Regions from separate parts of the Sus scrofa genome. Here region 2 is linked to region 1. The links are chromatin contacts, called in public promoter capture Hi-C maps. All regions are on one chromosome and are shown on one strand. The core of a region is the stretch at or near the end of the contact, and the rest is flanking DNA. Distances in the headings are between cores, read along the strand shown.

Region 1 (6,404 bases), core at 2,672-5,171:
CATGGAAGCGCCATGTCTCCTGATAGCCCATGTCTCTTCCATTCGACAGTTCCTGGGATGCCTCCTTTATAATAAACTGGTCATAGTAAGTGAACTGCTTTCCTGAGTTCTGCAATTTGTCGAACTAAATTATCAAACCTAAAGAGGGAGTCATCTGAGAAGATCTTATACCCAAATAAGGGCATATTCTGAGGTTCCAAGTGGACACGAAATGTGGAGCAGACACTATTCAACCCACTATATAGATACAACATTTTTGTATTGATCACAACTGTTGTTATCATAAAGTTTTATATCATTGAATTACTTACAGATAATATTGGCTAATGTAAATCAATAACATTCCTTTAAGATAGAACTTAGTGTTGTTTTTAATGTAGTTGGCTCTCGATAGATTATCTGCCGAATGAGTAGTTTAATTGTGAAAGAATCAAGATCTCTATTGCCCCCAAATTTTATCCAGTAGTTCACATAAGGCATAACCCATAGACCGACAGTCAATAATGTCAAAGCATTAAAAACAACAACAGCAGAAACTACAAGATGTAAAACAAAACAACTAATAAACCAATCAAAAGCCAAAAAAGACTCTCCAAAAACTACACTAACCTCTAAGCAATAGAGCATTCTTGTAGGGCTGTGAAAAAAATCGTATTTCAATTTTCAAAGGTTATATGATTATGAGAGATGCTTCTATATTCTATAGAGGTGTTTTGTCAAACAGATATTCCTAATGTAATAACAAACATTTAGATCTGTAAGCATGTTACTTTTTTTTCCCCTTGGTTGTGCCTGTGGCATGTGGAAGTTCCTGGGCCAAGAGTCAAACTTGAGCCACAGCAGCAACCTGGGCTATTGCAGGGACAATACTGGATTCTTAACCTGCTGTACCAAAAGGAAAGTCCAGCATAGTGCTTTCTCAGAGCAGGGCACATCATCACAGTTTTAGGAAAATCAGAACTAGAATACTCTGATGGAAGCAAACTGGTGAGGATTGCTTTGCATGTTACAACCATGCCAGTTTCAAGAGATCACATCTAAAACGTTGCCATTAAGCTAACCACCGACTAGAAAATCTACACAGGAGAGTAGATTACAGCTCATTAGGTGAAACCATCAATTACTAATTGCAGTGTTAAAATCTAGGTAGGCAAGGTGGTGAGTGTGCTTCAGGGCAGGTTATTAACTGGGAATTCAGGTAAAGCGAGGTTAAAAGAGTGATAAGGAGAACTTTTATATATATATATTTATATATAAAGGAAAAGCAATAAGAATCAAAGAATCTAGAAGGGAATTCTTCACCCAATCCCCACATTTAACCAGAGGAGATAAGTGATTTGCACGGATTTCCTGACTCCAGATTCACCGTCCACCACAATGTCTTTATAAGGTAGGGGAGTTACCAAGACAAACCAAATAGACAAAGAGAATAAAAAGAAAGCAATGATAAAAATACCCTGCTGCCAGTTTCATCAAATGGCTTAGAGAAATATCAAGTAGTGTGTATTTATTAGAGAATATGTTCACACTTCATATAGCACAGTTTCATTTTTTTCTCATTTGTAATTTTATTTTTTACCTATTATTATTTAAATTTTTTTTTAATTTTTATTTTTAGGGCTGCACCCAAGGCGTAGGGAAGTTCCCAGGCTAGGGGATGAATTGGATCTGCAAGTGCCGGCCCACACCACAACCACAGCAACATGGGATCTGAGCTGCATCTTCGACCTATTCTGCAGCTCAGGGCAATGCTGGATCCTTAACCCATGGAGCAGGTCCAGGAATCAAACCCAGGCATTCATAGATACAGTCAGGTTTGTTACCACTGAGCCACAATGGGAACTCCTCATTTGTAATTTAAATTGAAGCAATGCTATTCTAGTTTCAATTTTTAATAAGTAGTATTCAAAAGTTTAGGTACATAGTATGCATGTAAGAAAAAATAAGACTACTGACTTTAATGATTCATCAAGCAAGACCTATATGACATAATTTACTTATTCTTAAGGTTCTATAGAGAAATGTACATATTTTGGTATTAGGGCGCAACAAATCCAATTTAAAGCCTCAACTGGAGTTCCCATCATGGCTCAGTGGTTAACAAATCTGACTAGGAACCATGAGGTTGTGGGTTTGATCCCTGGCCTCCCTCAGTGGGTTAAGGATCTGGCGTTGCCGTGAGCTGAGGTGTAGGTCACAGCCTTGGCTGGGATCTGGCGTTACTGTGGCTCTGGCGTAGGCTGGTGGCTACTGCTCTGATAAGACCCCTAGCCTGGGAACCTCCACGTGCTGTGGGTTCAGCCCTAGAAAAGACAGGAAAAAAAAAAAAAAAAGCCTCAACTCCACTCTGAAATGGTATAACAAATTGCCCTTTAGTTTTAAATAGAAACATTATAAAACACAGGTTGATTTGAACTATAGGTCCTGTGAAAATGGATCTATTGCAGTTATGGGCAGTAAAAGATTCTGGAATAGACCTCAGTGAATAAGGAACCATCACTATTAGGCATCAGGTTCAATTACTACTTAAATGTCAACTATTTGAGGACCATCTTCGCTGACCTAACCAAGTCCTGCTGTGAAAGTAGGACTCCCGTGCTTAGGATGGCGTCTGGTGCAGAGAAAGTCCTTAACAGTATTTGTTGAATTGACTTCTCAAATCTGTATCTCTGGCACAAACTCAAGGTGAACACGAGACCAAAATGCCTAATTCTTCCTCCACAGTTCTTTTCCCTGTGTTCCAAGTCCAGATAAATCAGCCACTTAGATATTTCCAGACATGTCTTTCTCACCATCACTTCTGAGCTATTTATGTAACTGCCAGCACCTTCCCCCCCACCCCCACCCCCCCACCCCCGCCCCCCGCAGATGGAGTTCCCGGGGCCAGGGATCAGATCTGAATTGTACTTGTAGCAATGCCAGATCCTTAACCCATTGTGCCAGGCGGGGGATTGAACCTGCATCCCAGGGCTCCAGAGACACTGCCAATCCCTTTGCACCACAGTGGAAACTCCCTATCAGCTTTTAATTTTTAGGATTGCTGCCAGTCTTACTTCTTTCGCAAAAATGATTTTTTCCCCCTAAAACATAATTACAATTGCTTGCAAGAATCTAAATTCCTTAGTACCTACCAGAGTTTTCATCTGTGGTTACTCCTCCAAGCCTGATCTACCTCAGAATCCCCAAACTCTAGTCGCTCAAAACTGCTATTCCCAGACCATTCCAGGTGCTCTCACATCCCTGGAACCTTGCTGTTCTCTCTGCCTAGAAAGCATCCTTTGCTCCTAAATAACCTCTCTTGCAGATTCTATTTCTCCTTCAACATTCAAGTCCTTTCAAACCTCTGACCATCACCCTCGGAGACTGGTAGCTGCTCTCACCGACTTCCACTGAGCCTTTACCATGCTGCTGAGCACTTCGGAGGCAAGGATTGTCTTGCACACTTTTAGTCTCTTCAGCGAGCAACAGTGTAGCTCCTGCCTGTTTTTGGTGAGTGAATGAAAGAATAAATGCTAGAGAGATCATTCCAGGTCAATTCCACTCTTTACAGATGGGAAACTGGGACCCAAAGAGGTAACATGATTTCCCAAAATAAAACTGAAAAAAGAGGAACGGCCTGGGCTCCCAAGCTTTGGGCACTGATTTTGCCCGGGTATTAACAAGCCACATTTAGGTATCACAGACCTATCTTTTGTTACATTCAAGCCCAGTATCCACGTCACCTCAACCCTCGGAGTTAGTAAACCTCTCTCATTCTGCAGAGGGTAATCCTCTGCCCCCCCTCCCCCCTCCCGCCTCCCCCCTCCTGTCTTCCCCCTCCCCTACACCCTGCTCTGGTGTTTCCTGAAGGAAGAGCCAACATCCTCTTTTTGCTTTCAGCCGCAGCTGTAGCCTGGAACTACAGGATTTCTCTCCATCCCTCTCCCCATTCCTGCAGGGTGACAGTTGTATCTGGGAACCCTGGTGCCTTCAGCACAGCCAGAGAGGTGGATTTAGGATTGGGAGGGGCTCTTAACATATCAGGGTAAAACTCAGGGCGCAGCGCAACACTTCAGGATGCTTAGAGGCGAGGTTGATTCACCTCTCCTGCCAATCGGGACAAATAAGGTTTGTTGCTCTCCCTGAGAGGGCCAGATAAGGGGACGTGCTCCATGACCAAGACAAATTCTTTAAAAAGAGGGGCTTGGTCTCTGCAGCTGTTAGACGGCTGCAGAGGGCGGGTTGCCTGTTGACTGAGGCACACCAGTCCAGTGCGGGCGGCCTGGGGGCGGGGCCTCAAACCACGCCCCCTACCCGCCTTCTGATTGGTTCCTTCGAAACTGGCGGCGGTGAACCCGGAGACCCGGGAGGCTGCGGCGGCCGCGGCGGTTGGTCAGGGGCGTGCCTGCGAGGCACAGATTGAGCGAGATGTCCCGTAGAGAGAAGTGAGCTTCTTGCGCCTGGGTGGGTGAGTACTTCCCTGTTTGCCTTCTTTTTACCTCGCGAACTTTTACTCGTCTTCTCGGGGCTTGCGCTCGAGGAGCCCCCTGCGGTCGCGGAGTCAAAGTGGTGGTTTGGTTGGGGCCCAGAGCAGAGGGATCCAAGACGCTCTGTGATTGGCCCGCTGCTGGAGTCGCGTGCTCTGATTGGTCCCTGAGGCCGTCAAGGTGAGGTTATGCCTGCCTTCCCCTGCCCCCCCAGGTCTGTGCAAAGGGCAACAGGTGTGCCGGGAGGGGGACGGCAGGTATGGATGTGCTAAACTGCGGAAGAGCTTTAGAATCCGAGGAGGGATCAGAGCCTGAAGCTAGTTTAGGCTCTCCAGGGGCACCTTCATTTCCAAGTGCCTTGCACTTATAGGGTCACTTAATTCCTCAGCGTCACTCTGTGGAAGAATTGATGAAGTCACTGACGTGGGAAGGAGGATGACAGATAGTCATTTTGCCCTCAGGCGGAGTTTACAGTTTCTTCCCTATTTGTGCCTTCCAGTCCTTGCAAGGCCCAGATCGCCCAGATGGACGGAACAAGTGTATATAACTGGAGGCTCAGCGTGGGGCTTTTCCCACCCACACCCAACGGTTGGGGGTGGGGTGGAGGGAGGCTTACAGATTGCCTTGGTAATCCGAGGAAAATTTGGAGACTGCTTGCCCATGCAGTTAGTCACTCCTGGTTCCTAACTGATCTTTTCCAGCAAGGAGACTGAGCCTTATGGATTCAGAGTGCTTCGTGGTACACCTGGTGGAGAAGCTGATTAGTCATTATAAAATGAAAAGATTTTTATTTATTTATTTGTTTGGTAGACCCCGTCTGGGTCAGAGTTTGGGTGTTTCTTCGTTTGCGTGCAGAGTGCTAATAGCTACTCTCTCAGAAGATAAGCCGTTTGTGAACTGCTATCTGATCACTCACTTGGCCCTTCAGTGATTGGGAACTGGAGTTTTCACCGACTCGGATTACCTTTGGGAGGGGACTGGAATGGATCTGGATGAAAAAAGTGGAAACTTAGGTGATAGTTGATTGGTTCAGATCCTGATGCGTGTTCCCTGTCTGACTCATCTGTTTCAAAAACTCATTAAAAACCAACGGACTTTGAATAGTAGGTGTGTCTATTTTGACGTTAATGAATTAAAAATAATATTTCTTTTTAGTGTAGGAGAGTTACGAAGCACAAGGGGCTCTGAAAGTCAGACTTTACCATGTTCGTGACCTTAGGCAAGTTATTTAATCTTTCTCAACCTAAATTTTCTACTCTGTAAAAGAAGATTAAGAGTCACTACTTTACTGATGTGAAGGTTGTTGTGAGGATCAAATGAAATAATCCATACAACTTGTTTGGAACAGTGCCTGACACATAGCGATTATTATTTCTATGCTGTATAATTTGGATTAAAAGTTCAGGTTATCCCCACAGAGGAGAGGAGCAGAAGGTGAAGGCAGTGCCAGAGGTAGTGGTAATTAACATTCATGATAAAGTTCATTCATGTGAAGCACTTAAAATTGTATCTGGCTCTTTTTAATAATCCCGCAGTGTAGTTGGTGTTTTCTCCATGTTTTAGATGAGGAAACTGAAGCTCAGAAAGGAATGAAGCTACTAAGTTCCATCCAGAATTCAGTCTAGACTGTCTCACTCCAATGTCCAAAGAGTTTTTTTTTTTTTTTTTTCCATACTACTCTTGCATTTATATTCTCACCATTAAGCAACTTCTCTGCACAGTATTGTTTGTATGGCCCAGGTCCATTTCTGCTGTGGCTATGGAATTATTTGGAACACTTCATTAAAAAATGATGACAATAACTTGTGATGGTAGAACAAAGTGTAATAATAATGTCAACAGTATATATGCTGTTGCTGAAAAGCTGAATGAGTACAATAATGTTTGGGTCAATTCAGAAGTAATTTACATTTTTCCATTGAGTTCTTGCTTATTCAT
Region 2 (6,404 bases), core at 2,787-5,286, 210 kb before region 1:
AATTGTTTCTTTATTCTCCTAATGCTAAAGTGTGTGAAATATGTAGAGGATGTACAAAAGGAAATGAAAATAGACTTTGTACTTGGCTGGAGTTTATTTGTTTTGTTTTTATTTTGGAGCACTTATAACCCTTCTTTTCACCTGAATAAGTTAAGGAAGTAGGGGATTTTTTTTTTTTTTTAACCTGTAAAAATACCTCACATGATTGCTTTTACATATTAAAGGAACAGGTATATGTGAAAGTACCTGAGAGCAAGCACAGGGTATGCACCAAATAAATTTCAGCTTTGATAAAACTTTACATATTAAGTTGTGATTTCATGCTTTGTTATTTACTTATCTTGAAATAATTTAGAACAAAACAAATCTATAACATTTCAAACTCTATAGGACTCTAAGAGTATTTATGTTAGTGGCTTTAAACTATAACACTCAGTAAGAAATATATATTATATTACAAACTTAAGTATATGAAATTTATACTTGAAGCAGACGTTTCTGAAAATCTTTAATATATATAGTATACTCTGATTTTTTAAAAAAGTTCTTTCCTATTAATGAAAAAGCTGGTTACAATCTCTAAAAGGATTTCATTTTGTAGTTTGAGTAAAACTGACGTAATTCTGCACTCTCTCTCCCCAAGCAGATGTAGAAACAAGAGGGTCAGAGATTTACATGGCCTAACCCAAGGAAGGTCAGAGTCAGGAATACAGAAGCTAGATTTTTTTCTGATCTGCGGTCCAATGCCCTCTACCATATTGGCATCCTTTATGTCCTTTATTGTATGAATTCTTCTGGAGTTGCTTTTGTGGAGACAGTTTAATGTAGTAAGTATTATGTATTCAGTATTTATTTGGCACCGTAAATATATCTATGTTAGAAAAATTGACATTGAAAAGGGAGATGATGGAACAGAAATGTAAATAGTCAAAACCAGCTTCTGGGCTGCTGCTCTGAATTGTGGATGAGGATGGTTGGGGGAACCAGGTTAGCAGTGCTTGCAGTACCCAGACATGTAGGAATTAAAGCATATAACCTCGAGGAGGGGACGGTGTGGTTGAAAAAGACATTTCACCAAAATGGAGCTTGTTAGATATTAGTAATTTCTTCTGCCCAAAGTAGCTTAGTTTCTCCAGCCATTCAGGGAGGATTTAACTACTTGGAGTGCAGAACATGTATGTAATTTAAAATTTTTTAGTAATCACATTAAAAAGTAAAAGCAGAAGACATTGTAATAACTTATTTAACTGAACAAAGAAAGTATCTTTTCAAGATGGAATTGATTCAAGAGTTAATGATACTATTTTATATATATTTTTTGTACTTAGTCTTGCGATCCAGTATGTATATTTTACACTTAGGACATCTCAGTTGTCAGGCTAGTCACATTTTGAGTACTCAGTAGCCACATGTGACAGGTAGCTACTGTATTAGATCTTGTAGGTATCTATGGAAGGTAAAAAGCCAAAAGACTGAACTGTGGCAGCTGCCCACTTAGTGTCTCCCAGCTCCAAATCCATCCTTCTCTGCCCTGCTCTGATACTGGAGCTGGACCCTATATACACGTCTCTTTGGCCAGCTTGGCAGAATATTAGTCTTCATTGGTAAAGGGCCCTGAAGTGGCACTGCAAAGCAATAGCAACAAGAAGTCACTTCTCTTCTGGATTCTGGTTCTCCATTTTTATTCACTACAGGAGCCCAGCAGTCCCAGCAGAGAAGCCCCAGCTGTGCCTCAGTCACACTCTCCCTCTTTGGAACAGCTCCCGTGGGCTGCTTTCCACCACTCCCTCAAGCAGCTGTCTCCCATGCTGGCCCTCTGACAAGATTCTTCACCACTGGAGGGCTGAATGTTCCTGTGGAGGCCACGCCTTTACTGAAGTCTGGTGCTCAGACCGAGGGGTTGGAGTCTGGGAAAGAGAGCCTCTCCTAGTTCTTAGTTCCTTAATTTTCTTTTTACTTTCTTCCAGCTGCCTTTTTTTCCCCCCCCAACTGTTACTTCTGAACTCCTCCTTAGAATCATTTTCTTTTTCTTTTTAGCGCCACACTGGCAGCCAGGCTAGGGGTCAAATTGGAGCTGCAGCTGACACCAGAGCCACAGCAACACCAGATCCAAGCAGCATCTGTGGCCTATGCTGCAATGTTAACCCATAGAGCAAGGCCAGGGATTGAACCCCCATCCTCAGAGACAACATCAGGTCCTTAACCCGCTGAGCCACAATGGGAACTCCCAGAATTCTCTTCTATGCTTTTAAATAGCCACCTACTAGTTAACAGTTATTAAAATTTCCCAGTTTTTGTCTCCTGACTTCATTTTCACCAAGACCCCTCAATCAAGCCATTTAAAAGCGGGGCCATAAGATATGAATTTATGTGGCTAACAAAAGCCATAGGGAATTACATATATGCAGCTCATATTAAAACTTTCTAAAAGTTCTTTTGAGATGTGCCTTGAGTAGAAATATGATTTAGTTCCTTTTATATCTATTTGATGCAATTTCAATTTTTCTCCTTTTTTCTCTTTTTTGGATATACATTCTTTTGTGTGGTGGCCTAGGTTGGGAAAGCCAAACACTGCATGGCTTTCATATCAAAGTAAATGAGATGGAGGCTGTAACTCTGTAATGTTCAGAGTTTGAATGTGGGAATCAACATTTATGCAGGTCCCTTTCAAGTCCCTGCCAGTCTGTAAATGCAGTGATCAGACACAAGTCATATATGAGGCATGTCCACAGGCACATTAGGAGCATAAAGTGCATGAACTTTGGAGCCAGGTAAAGTTGGGGTTTAGGGGGGTATGTTTAAAAATTATTTCAGGCTAAAATAGCATTCTTGGTCTGTGAAGGTGGGATGAGTTGCTTTACATGGTTGTTCAGTTAGTACAGATCCAAAGTAGTTTTTTTTTTTTTCTTTTCTTTTGATCTTTTTGGGCCACACCCATGGCATATGGAGGTTCCCAGGCTAGAGGTCTAATCAGAGCTGTTGCTGCTGGCCTACACCACAGCCACAGCAATGCAGGATCCAAGCCGAGTCTGCGACCTACACCACAGCTCACAGCAACACTGGATCCTTAACCCACTGAGCAAGGCCAGGGATTGAACCTGCAACCTCATGGGTTCCTTAACCACTGTGCCATGATGGGAACTCCCCAAAGTATAGTTTTTAAGAGAATTGTGTCTCTCACAAGGTCACTTTGTCTCTAAGATGACTTTTGTGAAGAGGAAAGGCCTCCCGCTGAGATGGTATCCTCATTAGACTGCTCCAGTTTCTGCAGGGGATGGCATCTTTTCCCCAGCTCAAGTGATCATAATAGGCCTGTGCCTGATAGGTAATGATATCTATACCTGGATACTTAGCAGAGAACAACTCTAGCTCTCCATTGCCCATCATTCAAAAATCTCGAAAGGTTTATGGAGGAGACCAAAAATGGAGTCCAACCATTTCTCTAGAAATTCTGAATGAAATTAAACCCACTGTGAAGATCTTTGTGCCTAGGTTGCTTTGTTTTGGCCACATGTCAGTTTCCTTTGCCACACTCAAGCTGAGCTTTGGACTGTATTGTGAAACTTATTTTCATGCCAAGGGTGACACTGGATCACCAACATACAATGCTTCCTTGAGGACCCACAGGAGAAATTTCAGCTTTCAGTTCATGAGTAAATGTGCTTCTAAGCACTAGTTTGCCCTTATCTCTTAATGTCTCTGAATAATGTAGCAAATGACATGTTAACAGCTGGGGAGTTCCAGCCAAATTTGCAGTCTAGCTATAGCAAAAGTATACAGGATGTTAATTGCATGTGTTGTTCAGTACTTACCTTCTGGCTTTAACTGATTTTTTTTTTTTTTTTTTTTTCCCTTCTGTCTTTTTTTAGGGCTGCACCCACAGCTCATTGAGGTTCCCAGGCTAGGGGTCGAATCCGAGCTGTAGCTGCTGGCCTGTGCCACAACCACAGTAACACAGGATCCGAGCCGTGTCTGCAACCTACACCACAGCCCACGGCAATGCCAGATCCCCAACCCAGTGAGCAAGGCCAGCAATTGAACCCACGTCTCCATGAATACTAGTTGGGTTCGCTAACCACAGAGCCAAGATGGGAACTCCTGATTTTTGAAATTCTCATTTCTCCTTTGCTCTGATTTCCATTTTTAAAAAAGGTTTTGTATCATGTTCTTAGAAATGCTCCTTTTGGAATAAGGTCAAGTGTAAGTATGGAGTGAATGAGTTTAAATCTTGTCTCTTTCACTAACTGACCGGAATAAGTTTTCTCAGCTATGAAAATGAGGATCACATCTTACAGGCTTATTAGGATTAAGTGAAGGAAAAGTGCGAAGCACCTGACAAGGCTCTTGACATATGGTAAGTGCTTGATAGATATCTCCATCCACCTTTCTTACGACGGATAGAAGCCTCTAACATAATATCTGCTTGAATGAAGACAGATACCGCGCCCCACATTATTTGAGTACATTTGTTCTTCAGAAAACAAGCCAAAAATAGGTTATAGGCTTGGCACTGTGAGATTCTTGGGACACAAATAGTAGTGAAATAGAGGCTTTGTCTTCAAGGAATTTGCACTGTGGTTATGAAAATAGCTGAGTAAGCTGACAATTATAGGACAGTGTGGTATGTGCTGTGACAAATTACACAGGAGGGAAGGCTTCTTCAGAGGAGATGGGGCCTGAGCTCAACTTTGTGGTAGCATTTTAAAAATTGTTTTTGGTGCTAATGACTGCTTAGGAATTAATTTTCCCAAATTAAGCTGCACACAATGGGAGGGGATTAAAGCAGGTAACTCCCAAAGTCCTTTTGAATTCTAAGATTACATGAAAACTGTTCGAATTAAAGTCAAATGATTTGATTACCAAAGTGGAATTAATGTTGGCTGAATAAGCCCAGAATGACACCAATGTAAGGAGTAAAATAAGTGAGCTAAAGTGAGTTTTTTTAAGTCATAATTATGCTTTGTTGCCTCTTTAAGAAGTTGGAGAATCTATGCTTGTGAGCTCAATAAAGATAAACCAAATAAATCTACTCCTTTAAAACAGTGGTTGGTTTCTGGGGGAAAAATGTCTGGCATTAATGTATTTAGTCTGTAAACCACCAGATGTCACTGTCTCCCAAGTAATGACCCATTACATTTTTTTTTTTTTTTTCAGGTACATTTTTGAACATTGACAGACAAGCTGTGACAGATTGATGTCTGGCTTGTAATATTGACTCTGTAAGAAGGCTAGGATCTCACAGGAAGTACTTGTCAGAGGTGTGTAGGTTTGTTCCATCTTGATTTTTTCTCTTTTTCTTTTTTCTTTTTCAGCTACACCCATGGCGTAGGGAAGTTCCCGGGCCAGGGACTGAATCCGAGTCACATCCGCGACTGTGCCACACCTGCAGCAACGCCAGATCCATAACCCACTGCCACAGGGACAAGCCAGTTTATTAACCCATGGCGCCAGAGTGGGAACTCCTCCATACTGATTCTAGATATATGAGCTCTGTCCTCTATTTGACGTATTGAAATTAACCTGGACACTCTGGATTTTTTCCTGTGTTTTCAAGAAAAGTGAAAGTGGTAAAAAATTCTCTAAAATGTCCTCTCTGATCCTGACTTCCTCCCTCCCACGTTTTCAGGTTGCATTATTATGATGCAACTATATCATAATACTACATTTATCATCAGGGTTTCTGTGTTTTATCTCAGACACAATCTAAGATATATTTGAAGTCAACTTTCATGATGCATAGAGCAAAACTGGAATGTTTCCATGCTATAATAATGTTGGATGAAGTGAACAAGTATTTGCCCAATTTACACACAAATAGGGATATCCACTGAACCAATATATACCAATATATAGTGGGCAGTAACACATTAAAGAAAAAAGTTATCTTTACTGCCAGAAAACATGCTCAAAAATTGGTAATCGAGTATCTTGTGTTGGGGGCTGTGGGCATGGGATTCTCCAAGACAAAAGGGTTAGTAATTTGGTAAAGGCAGCCGTGACAGCCAGCGGATGAATAGGTGGATATGATTTCTGCTTCAATTCTGCCCAGTACCTCTAAAGAACTAAGTACTTCGCTCATTTTTCTCTGTGCCCATTGGCTTCAACAGTAAAGTGATGTAATTTGCCTAGCCTAATTCTCTAGGTAGTTATAATCTCAAAGGAGCAGTGAAGGATGAAGTTCACACATTTCATAAATATAAGGAATTCATATAAATTCTATGAAAAATGCAAAATACTCAAATTATTCCATGCTGTGAAAAGACATCCTACATTTCTGTATTTTGATTATTTGACTTTATTTAAAGTTTTTGTTAGTAGGTAATTTTTGCCTTAACTGGGAAAAATTCATTTTCATTAATTGGGAAAATTTTTAATTTTTATTAATTGGGGAAAATATTTAATTA

The links. Promoter capture Hi-C pulls out the DNA fragments that hold promoters and counts their contacts.
Region 2: a promoter capture Hi-C map of fetal liver shows a contact between it and region 1, with 2.8 times the contacts expected there. A contact is called at or near these places in 3 of 5 promoter capture datasets (fetal liver, fetal skeletal muscle and liver), 13 of 47 Hi-C or Micro-C datasets (adipocytes, alveolar macrophages, embryonic fibroblasts and 7 more) and 1 of 2 datasets of targeted methods (alveolar macrophages).

What each region holds. Positions count from the first base shown.
Region 1 is chr5:83,598,242-83,604,645 of Sscrofa11.1, reverse strand. GAS2L3 (GAS2-like protein 3) reads left to right here and starts at 3,921. Exons shown (of 9, transcript XM_021092704.1): 1 at 3,921-4,447.
Region 2 is chr5:83,807,104-83,813,507 of Sscrofa11.1, reverse strand. It overlaps SLC17A8 (vesicular glutamate transporter 3), which reads left to right and starts at 4,036. Exons shown (of 14, transcript XM_021092718.1): 1 at 4,036-5,258. SCYL2 (SCY1-like protein 2) reads left to right here. Exons shown (of 18, transcript XM_021092722.1): 18 at 1-301.